2 separate regions of the Gossypium hirsutum genome follow, and region 1 is linked to region 2. The links are chromatin contacts, called in public Hi-C maps. All regions are on one chromosome and are shown on one strand. The core of a region is the stretch at or near the end of the contact, and the rest is flanking DNA. Distances in the headings are between cores, read along the strand shown.

Evidence for each region. Hi-C and Micro-C count contacts between places; a contact is called where the count stands out from the background.
Region 1: a Hi-C map of leaf shows a contact between it and region 2, with 2.3 times the contacts expected there. The contact joins the promoter of LOC107914993 here to the enhancer-like site in region 2. A contact is called at or near these places in 2 of 34 Hi-C or Micro-C datasets (both in leaf).

Annotation. Positions count from the first base shown.
Region 1 is chrD10:34,786,421-34,791,576 of Gossypium_hirsutum_v2.1, forward strand. LOC107914993 (pyruvate kinase isozyme A, chloroplastic) reads left to right here and starts at 1,358. Exons shown (of 6, transcript XM_016844076.2): 1 at 1,358-2,227; 2 at 2,326-2,416; 3 at 2,508-2,701. The coding sequence starts at 1,673.
Region 2 is chrD10:34,443,503-34,448,448 of Gossypium_hirsutum_v2.1, forward strand. No RefSeq gene overlaps it. Among protein-coding and RNA genes, the nearest start is that of LOC107915984, 30 kb to the right of the region's middle. Within about 2 kb of position 2,494, at least 8 of the 9 cell types and tissues checked have an H3K27ac peak or open chromatin away from gene starts, as enhancers often do. A contact at or near this core is called in leaf, where this site is marked.

The DNA of each region.
Region 1 (5,156 bases), core at 108-2,607, 340 kb after region 2:
ATAAGCATACGTGACACGTGTAAGAATCCTGTCTCTTCCAAGTACTGTTCAATAGCACGTGGTGCTCTTGCACTTAAATTGTGTATAATGTTTTGATAATCCAAATTTTTTTCTTGATTATATAAACATAAAAAAAATAATAACAACTAAATAATGATATTAATTAAAATATAATAATATTTTCTTACCATTTATAATTGGACGCTAGAAATGTGTTTGTGATCCAAACAAATTAGGGGCATTGATATTTTTAAAACCTTTAAGATGATGAACATCGAATAAAATCCAAGAAATTACAACGGGTAGGATAGAAAATTGAGAGAAGAAGAATTTGAAAGAAAATTAAGATATTAAGATAGAAAATTAAGAATAAAAGAGTTGAGAGAATAGATGAATAAGATTGAATGAAAAAAGAATGATAAGCGTAGAGAGTATATTAGACTTGATCAAGGGTCAGGCCACCCACCTAGGCTTGAAGGTCGACTCAAAAAGTGGAGGGTTTGGATAAAAATATAGGCCCGTAAAATAGGCTCAGACAAAAAAATAAGATTCGCTTTCTAAACGTTCCGGAGCTCGGGTAAGATTTTTTTGGCCCGGCCTGAATTTGCTTAAATTTTTTCACTTCTGATTACTATTATTGTGCTATTGTTTTTTTCATTTTGATGTTGTTTTGTTGTCATTTCGCTTTTATATTGATACTATTTTGTTATTATTATTTTGATATTATATAACTCATGTTTTTTTATTAATTTTGCTACTATTTCAGATACATTTGCTTGTTAAGTTGCAACTATCTTGATGTTATTTAAATCTAAAGACTTTTTTTAATGTATTTTCAATTTGTTGAGAAACATTTATTTTAATGTTTTTAGTGTATCTGATATGTATTATATTTTTTAAATTTATTTTTATATAAAAAATAATACAACAATAATTTAATACGGATAGGTTAGGTCGGACTCGAGTTTAATATTTTTTATTTAGCTAAGGTAAAATTTTAGGCTCATTTTTTTTAGATCAGGCTAGATCTGGACCTAGAAAATGAGTTTAAAATTTTATATTGGCTGAATCCGAATCAATTATTTCCCAACAATTATAACCGTTGAGAACCGTTTGTGGATTTTTTTTTTAAATTATAACCATTGATCTAAAATCAATTATTTCCCAACAATTAACATATAATTTTTATTTTTTAAAAATAAATCTCGTGCAAGGCGCCAGCCCCACATAACAAAAATACGCTATGCTTTTGCCATGTGCAACCAAAATTCCGCAAAAACAATTTATTTTTCTAAATTTCAAAAAATTCAACCTAAATTCCAATTAAATTTCCCCTTTAAAAAAAATGAATTAGGACTTACTTTTGTAATTCCTTTTCCAGTTGTATTCAAACCCCTTAAATTATACATAATATTCTTGTGATTGCTGGAAAAAGAGGTCGTGATTTCTTACAATAGGCACTGTTTGTGTTTTGAAATAGAAGAAAGAACATTTAATTTTTGGTCGTTTGGCGACATTTCTCACGGTCCTTCTCTTCGGTTTATCCGCTCAAGTAAATCCTTCTCTAATTCCCCTTAAATTGAAAAAGAAGGAAAAAAAGAGAAGGTCCAATTCACTTGCTCTGAGCATTTCCCGCCACCGGGAACTGTTTTTGTTCAAATTCTGGGTAATAATGTCGCAGTCTCTCCAATTCATCACTCCCTCACGTGCTCCTTACTTCACTCTTCCAAAATTCCCGAGGAGGTCTTGTACCCTGTTTCCGGTAATCAACCTCCCCAACACAAAACGCTCTATAACCATCACGCCATCGTTATCTTCATTTCTCCATGCCACGTCATCACGATCCCTGCCTTCTGGCAACTCCCAGACCGGAGCTGCGGGGGTTGTATCGGCGTTAAGCGTAGGAGCGACAGGGATCGAAGTGGACGCCGTCACGGAGGCGGAGTTGAAGGAGAACGGATTCCGTAGCACGAGGCGGACGAAGCTAATCTGCACGATTGGTCCAGCCACCTGCGGGTTTGAGCAGCTGGAAGCGTTGGCCGTCGGAGGCATGAACGTGGCTCGAATCAACATGTGCCACGGCTCACGCGAGTGGCATCAAACGGTGATCGAACGGGTGAGGAGACTCAACGATGAGAAAGGCTTTGCCGTCGCTATAATGATGGATACTGAAGGTAGCGAGATTCACATGGGAGATCTCGGTGGCGCTGCCTCCGCCAAAACTGAGGTAAACTGAAAAGCTATTTTTTCCCTCTCTCTTTAATCTGATTAATTTGAATTATTTACTTTTGAAATCTTATTAATTTAAAAAAAAATTGAAGATAGGATGGAGAAATCTGGACATTTAGTGTTAGGGCTTTCGGAACACCGCGGCCAGAGCGTACAATTAATGTAAATTATGACGGTTTTGCTGAAGGTTTGCAATCTTAACTTTTACTTAAAGAAGTAATTCTAAGCAAATTGATTTATTGTTGATTTAAATACGATTGTTTGATGTTGATTTATAGATGTGAAAGTTGGGGATGAACTTTTGGTTGATGGTGGAATGGTGAGGTTTGAGGTGACTGAGAAGATTGGTCCCGATGTTAAGTGTCGGTGCACTGATCCAGGATTGTTGCTGCCGCAAGCTAATTTGACTTTGTGGCGGAATGGCAGTCTTGTTTCAGAGCGTAATGCAATGCTTCCTACCATTTCTTCCAAGGTTGTTACTTGTTTCTATCTTTAGTTCTTTGAATTTTATTACTTGGTGTTTCGAATGAGAGATAATATAAAGTAATAATGGAATAAGACGTTTGGCACTCCTGACATTAAATTTAGAGTCTCTTTAAATTAACCATATGGTTGTCTAAATTACTCTTATATCCTACAATCCTATGTACTGGTATCAAGTTATTTAACTTGTTTAATATTGCTTTGAGCACTGACTGATGGAAAAGGGAATAGGCTTGAGACTTATGAGCAAATCCCTAGTGAGATTTTACAGTTTTACAAGAACTTGATTGGCACAGCTGATAGGAGGGTTACCAAATGCTCTGATTCTCTCAGGGAGCTACTGCAGATTGCTCTACCTGAAGCTGTGAGGATTTGACTTGAGAGATAACTAGAGAGGAAGTTAAGGCCTCTATATTTGATCAAGGAAGTGAGTAGGCCCTAGGACCTGATCGCTACACTTAATCTCTTCTTTCAGACTATCCGGTCCATTCTGGGGCAAGATTTAACTGAAGCGGTGTTGTACCTCTAAGCTCCTCCCTGCCTTCAACTCCACTGCTGTGGTGTTGGTTCCTGAATGTCAAAAAACCTTGAGCAAGTGAAAGACTTTAGACCATTCTCCCGCTGTTCAATAGTTTACATGTGCATAACAAGAATTTTGGTGAGAAGGATCACCAGATATCTCCCTGAAATGATCTCTGCTAGCCAGAGTGCTTCTATCCAAGGTAAAAGCATCATTGACAACACACTGATGGCTTCAGAGATTGTCAAAGGCTACAACAGAAACAATTTATCTCCTAGATGTGTGGCATGTGCCCTTAAAATAGACCTTCGGAAGGCCTTTGATTCCTTTAGCTGGGACTTTGTACTTACTGTGCTTGCAGCTATGGGCTTTCCAGAACAGTTTGAGGTATGGATTAGAGCTTGCACTACAACTCCAAGGTTTTCTATCTCTCCCAATGGAGGTTTTGTGGGTTATTTCAGAGGAGAAGGGGGATAATAAGGCTGGGGGGTGTTGTGGACGCAGGACTTAGGATAAGTTCAAGTTAGGTAGGACTCTTATAATAAAAGAAATTGTTTTAGGACTCTTAGAATAGAAGGGTTTTTTTTGGGTACAAGACAAAGAAATTAAAAAACAAAACATGGGCAGAATTAGGGCCAAGTGAAAGAAATATAAGCAGTAGAGGCACAGATTGCCCATCGTTTGGTTTCTTCCCTGAGTTGACGATTGCCATTCTCATCTTGAACTACTTTGACAAGTCTGAGGAGGTCCTAAATGTCCTTGAATGCTGGAAAAAGTTTCCACCCTAAAAGATCTGGGTCTCTTTAATGAGTTTTAAGGTTTCAGTCTCCCTTTGATGAGCTGAAAGGTCTCTTTATGATGAGATGAACTATCAATCCCAACCCATGGTTATACCAATGATTCTTAGCAATGGCAGAACAGTGTTGGCCAAAGTGAAGAGCAGAAATACGCAACAAGCTCAAGCATATGCAAACAAAGATAGAAAACTGATTGAATGCTTGATTCTACGTTGTAGTGTGTTCATGAAAGTATTGTTGAAACCAACACCCAACTGTTAGATGAACTGTGTGAAGGAATGGATAAATAATTGCTGGTAAACAGGTTAGTAACTCTATGGTAGATAAGAATTTAGACCCTGAAACTGAATAAAACCAAACCAGGCAGCCTCTACCAATCTCTCTTCCTTAACCTATGCATCAAACCTCCTAAACCTATCTCGACAAAGGCCATGGCTGTCACAACCAACTTCACTTCCTTATCTTATTCATTCATCCCTTCTAAACTCATATCCAACAATCCATCTTTTTTTTAAACCCTATTCAGAAAGCCTCCAACTTTATATCGGAAAAGTTTAATGGGTCTAAACTTGCCAGGTATTTTTGAAAACTGTCAATGCTGATGAGAAGTTTGAAGAGATTTATGCAATGGTACTGATAAATAAGAATAACTTTGTGGAGATCTATGACCCTTATCAGTTTCAGCTGTTAGTAATAGGAAGGAATGGTGTGATAGTGGTTTCTTTCTCTGATAAAATGACCTTTGATTCAACTACAAGGATGATCGATGGTTGTTCAAGCACCAAACAAATGTCAATCAGACTTGAAGAAGCTACCTTTCGCCATCTTTATCATGACTTCAAGCTTGAGAACAAGCTCTCTTTCTGGGAGGGAGTATTGTTGCGGATGTAGGACTCTTAGGATAATTTCAAGTAAGGTAGAACTCTTATAATAAAAGATACGGTTTTAGGACTTTTAGAATAGAAATTGTGTTTGAAACAACTTTATTTAGTTTGATGTATTTCATTTAATTGTTGTGATCTCTATTTAAGGGGACATATGCTTTAATACTTAACCAGAATTTCTATTAAAAAAACCCTAAAAGATCTGGGTCTCTCTTAACAAGTCCGAAGATTTCAGTCTCCCTT
Region 2 (4,946 bases), core at 1,244-3,743:
AGTTTAATGGTTTTAAAAATTATGCGATAATAATTTTTTATTTTAAATTTAATTATATAAAATTTAACATGTCGGTTGTAATAACAAAAGAAATTAATTAATATGACATTAATAATTTAAAAATATAATTACAACTCTTTAAAATTTAAAAGCTAATCTAAAATAAAAATAATAATTTTGAGAGTAACATTTATTTGATATAAAAAAGAATTAGTTAGAAACTCAAATCAATACCGAACATATTAAAAAATGACTCCACTTTACTGATCACGTAGCTTCTTATTCTTTTCTTGGAGGAAAAAAAAACACAATTTTGTGTTTCAAAACATCCACGAATTGAGTGCCCAAAAACAGCGTGCACCACTTTCTTTTTATTATTATTATATATTATCTTTTGGTCACCACGTTTCCAAGTTTGAGAAAGTGCAGTGTTGTATTAAGATTGTGGGTATCCTTTTCCTATTAAAACTGGTATGTTTTAGCGTATGATTTTAGATTTATTGATTTTTTTAAATATTTAATATATTTAATATTAAATATATCAAATGAATTATATTAAATAATTTTAAATATAAAAATATTAATTAGTTATATAACATACTTATCAATAAATTTCATAAATAAAAATTATCATTTAACAAATCTAAAATAAATAAATAAACATCTCACACATTAAATAATAAAATTATCCACAACATTATTTTTTTAAAAATACAATAAAATCATCTCATACTAAATATATAAATGAAAATTTTATAAAAACACAAAAGTTAACAGAAATTGTCTTTTTTCTTTAGTTTGTGTATTATATAAAGTCTTTATTATTTATTAATTTTGTACTTTAAATTTTAAAGTTATCTATTTGCCTTGGTTAAAGTTTAAATTTTAAATTTGCTTAGTAAAAAAATAATTCTATCTATTTTTTAACATTATTCATACACTGGTTGATGCACAATGTTTCGGTGGTGCAATTGAAATTAGTCGGAATGAGCCAGTGCAATCGGTACAGGCTGAAATTTATATCGGTGCGGAAAAGAGTAGTAATTATTCTAATTTATTACAGGAATGGTGCACACCGTTCAATACAACAGAAACCGGTGTGAAATTGACTACATTGTGTTGTACACAAGCATGTCGATCAATTCTAAGGAGGGGAAAAGTTACTTTTGGAATAAGCTTTGGTTAAGTGGATGAAACGAACACTTTCTCACTTTTCTTTTCCATTGTTAGAGCCATTTGGATGTAAAAGTATCATGAAGGTCCCTATATTAAGAATCAGAATGCATTTTGCTCTATTTACTTAGAAAATGGACAAATCGGTCCTTATACATTAGATCAAAAACCAAACTGACCCTTTTTATTAAAAAATTCATCCATTTCACTGTTAAAAACTAGTGTCGTTGATAGAATAGCCAGACAGTTACATGTGGCATGCCACGTGTACCTCATTCTGATGTACAGAGACCAGTTTTTAACAGTAGGAATAGATGAAAATTTTAACAAAAAGGATCAATTTACTCTTTGATCTAATGTATAAGAACTAATTTACCCATTTTTAAGTAAAAGAGATAAAATGCAATCTGACTCTTAATATAAGAGACAAATGTATCCACTACTTTCTACTATAGGAGGCATTAGGAATAAAATAGAATTGTAATATAAAATATATTTTATTAGAAAAAAAATCAAATTGCAGCTTTCTTTATAAAACAAGAATCGAGAGTAATGCAGCTACAAAAGTTTTGGAATCATCCCATCCCACCTGCATTGCTATAATGTATATAAAATAAATGTAATAAGCTTTTGTTTTTGTAATAGGAAGATTAATAGAGGCAATGTGGGTGTTGGAAATGCAGGTCAAAACTGAAGATGTGGTAGCCATGATGTGGGGCATGGTTGAAGAAATTAAATAAATATTGATATAAGGTTCTTCCCAACATGAAGCAAGGCATATGCTTTAACATTTTATTATTAATTTTGTAGGGTTGATCCATGAAAAGATTATTGTTGTTTTATAAAGTTTTTTTTTGGGTTGTGGTAATGCATGCGTGCAATGCATCTCCTTCCTTTCATCATGTTCTTTTTAAATATTTAAGACATTTTCGGTGCACAAATTTATATATTCATAATAGAATAAAATTTAGTTAAGTTTTTTTTTGTTGATAACGTTTAACATAAAATTTAAAAGAATAACTAAAATTTTAAAAAGAATGATTAAACTTTAAAAAGTTTAAATGCACCCAAACTAAGCCTTAGTTAGGAAGGTTGTGAGAGTACACGGTTGATTATTTGTAGTTGGTTTTACAATTAAAATTAAATAAAGAAGTCTTGTAATAATTTTATACTTTCGGGAATCCATTTATTAGGCTATGAGGATTGGGAGAGCCACCGACAGAAACAAGGTTAAGTGGAGGCAGAGAAGGCCCATTGTAGCAGAGCCTCCTTGACGGCCAGCCGACTTGGGCAACCACAAAGAGGACCCAGTTTAACTTTAAAGCTTTTTCATTGATTACCTAAAAGGGTTGTTATTATTAGACAAAGCCTGTTAAAATGCACCCTCACTTCTCTACGACCCATTTCCTTTTCTTCCACACAAATAATTGCCAATGCTTTTCACTCCCACTATTTCACCTTCTAATTTTATAAAAAAAACCATTTACTCTACGAGTCAAAACTTAAAGTGTAAGTGAATGTATTTTATTTAAAATAATATTTTGAGCTTTTAACACCTAAGCATCCCTTCACAAACTTTGAATTAGGCTAGCAATATTAGCCATTAATTTTGATGCAGTTAGAGGATAGAGCCATAAATATCTTAAATATAATACAATAAAATATATATATAAACACCACATAGTTATACAACTTTATTACGTAAAAAATTTTGATGAGATAAATCTAAAGAATAAGGCATATGCTTTTTAGTTTCAGGTAACTAATTAAAATGATACCGCAGAACAGAACCCTGAGCTATGGGTGCCGGAAAGTCGAGGCGTTAGAAGAAAGAAACGAAGAATGATCAGTTTTGTCTTCAAAGTGCAAAAGCAAACAACCCATCAGTTCAAGTGATCCGGCGTGAAGACTTGCTCCAACAGCGAAAAAGTTTAGATCAAAATGAACTTGAATTAAAAAATAAGACGTATTTAGAAAATGAATTGGATTCCGAATAAAACTTCTTTAATCTAAGCCTGACCCACTAGAATTTTTTAACTATTCTTTTAAGTAGACTGAGTTACTGTCATTAGAATACCTTATTATTTCCCTTATTCCCAATACCTAATCAATTCCTACTTCCTAAAAACAAAATCCCTGCCGCTCACCGCTCCAGCCCCGTTGTCCGTCAGTCCGTCTCCCGCTCACCACTGGTTTGCTCGGTAATTTTGATATGAACTTAATCCGTTGTAGATTTGGGGTGGCGTGGCTGATGTATATATGCAGTGGATAATAGGTTTTTTAAAGCACATGTATTTTGTTCTTTTATTTTTCTCGTGGAAAAAGAAAAGAAAATGTTGAATGCTTTTTGAGTGTGAACTGTAAAAGTTGATAGCAAAGGTGGGGTTTTGGAGGTTGTGGATTCAGAAAAGGAATTTAGTACAAAAAAACTATTTGCAATTTGCAAACAAAGACTGGGTTGACATTGCTTGTCACATTAATGTTTACAATTTTTTTTTCTATGGGTACCTTTTAATTATTATCTCAAATGCTGAATCCATGTATATATAATTAGCATGGATAATTGGGTTTTCTTGCATTCTAAACACCTCGAATTTGTCGGTGCCATAGATCGATCTACCCATCAACCACCTTTCGTCAAATCACTTCACAAAAGAAAACTGGTCATTTAAAGCTAAAAGTATACAATTGTACTTTCACCATCTCTCACACTTAATCAACCATGTACTCGTATGAGGAAAAGCCCACCAAAGCTTATTATTACTAGAAATAAAGAAAGAAAGCAATGCTTAAAATTTTGTTGATGATTGCTAGTCTTTGAAGCATAATTTTGATAAGATACCAAATATTTTTTACTGGTTTAATATTTTTTGAGTTATAAGTACAATTATAATTGTAAGTATAAATTATATATATTCAAATAATAATAATTAATTATTATAAAGTATTGTTGAGGGGGGATCGATTCTCTGGGTCAGTCTAGGATTTTCAACGAAGGTATTATTCTCGGAGTGTTTATGCTTAATTTTAGCTTTGAGCATTTGTCTCTCGATTTCAAGGAGAACCCAAAGGGGTTCACGAAATTTGGCAAGAATGCCTAGCCTACCAAGGAAATGTTTAGCATTTGGCCTTAGTGGGGTTCTAACCCACTAAAACCCTTAAAACATGGGTTAGAACCCCTCTAAGACCAAGTGCTAAACATTTCTTTGGTGGGTTAGACAATTCTATCAAATTCCATGAACTTCTTTGGGCTCTCCTTAAAGTCAAGAAACAAAAACTTAAGGTTAAAATCGAGCATAGACACTTCGGGAACAATAGCTCCATTGAGGGTCCAAGATTGCCCCAAAGAGCCAATCCCCTCTCAACAAAAAGACATTGACTCTCTTAGGAAAAGCCTTTAAAGTGTCGTCCTATCACGTCTAAATTGAGGTATAACAAATGTCGCAAACTTGTGAGATAGAATCTCACGAATATGCAACACCATCACAAACTAGTTTAAATTCAAGTAAGCCAAAACATTTAATATAAAAATCATAAGGTTATAATCTCATAATTTTTTTATAGATTTGCTTTGAAAATAAATTTTAAAATGTGTCGTTTTACGAAGAAAGTTCAAAAAAAAACTTTTTTAGTAGTATCGAAAATGTAAATTATAGAAACATCTTAGAAGTTCTAAAGAAATTCAATAATATCTAAAAGTGTCATTCACCAAACTTCCCGTATCACGAGCAAATTCAGAACTTGTAAAAATATTAAAAAAGTAAGTAATTGGC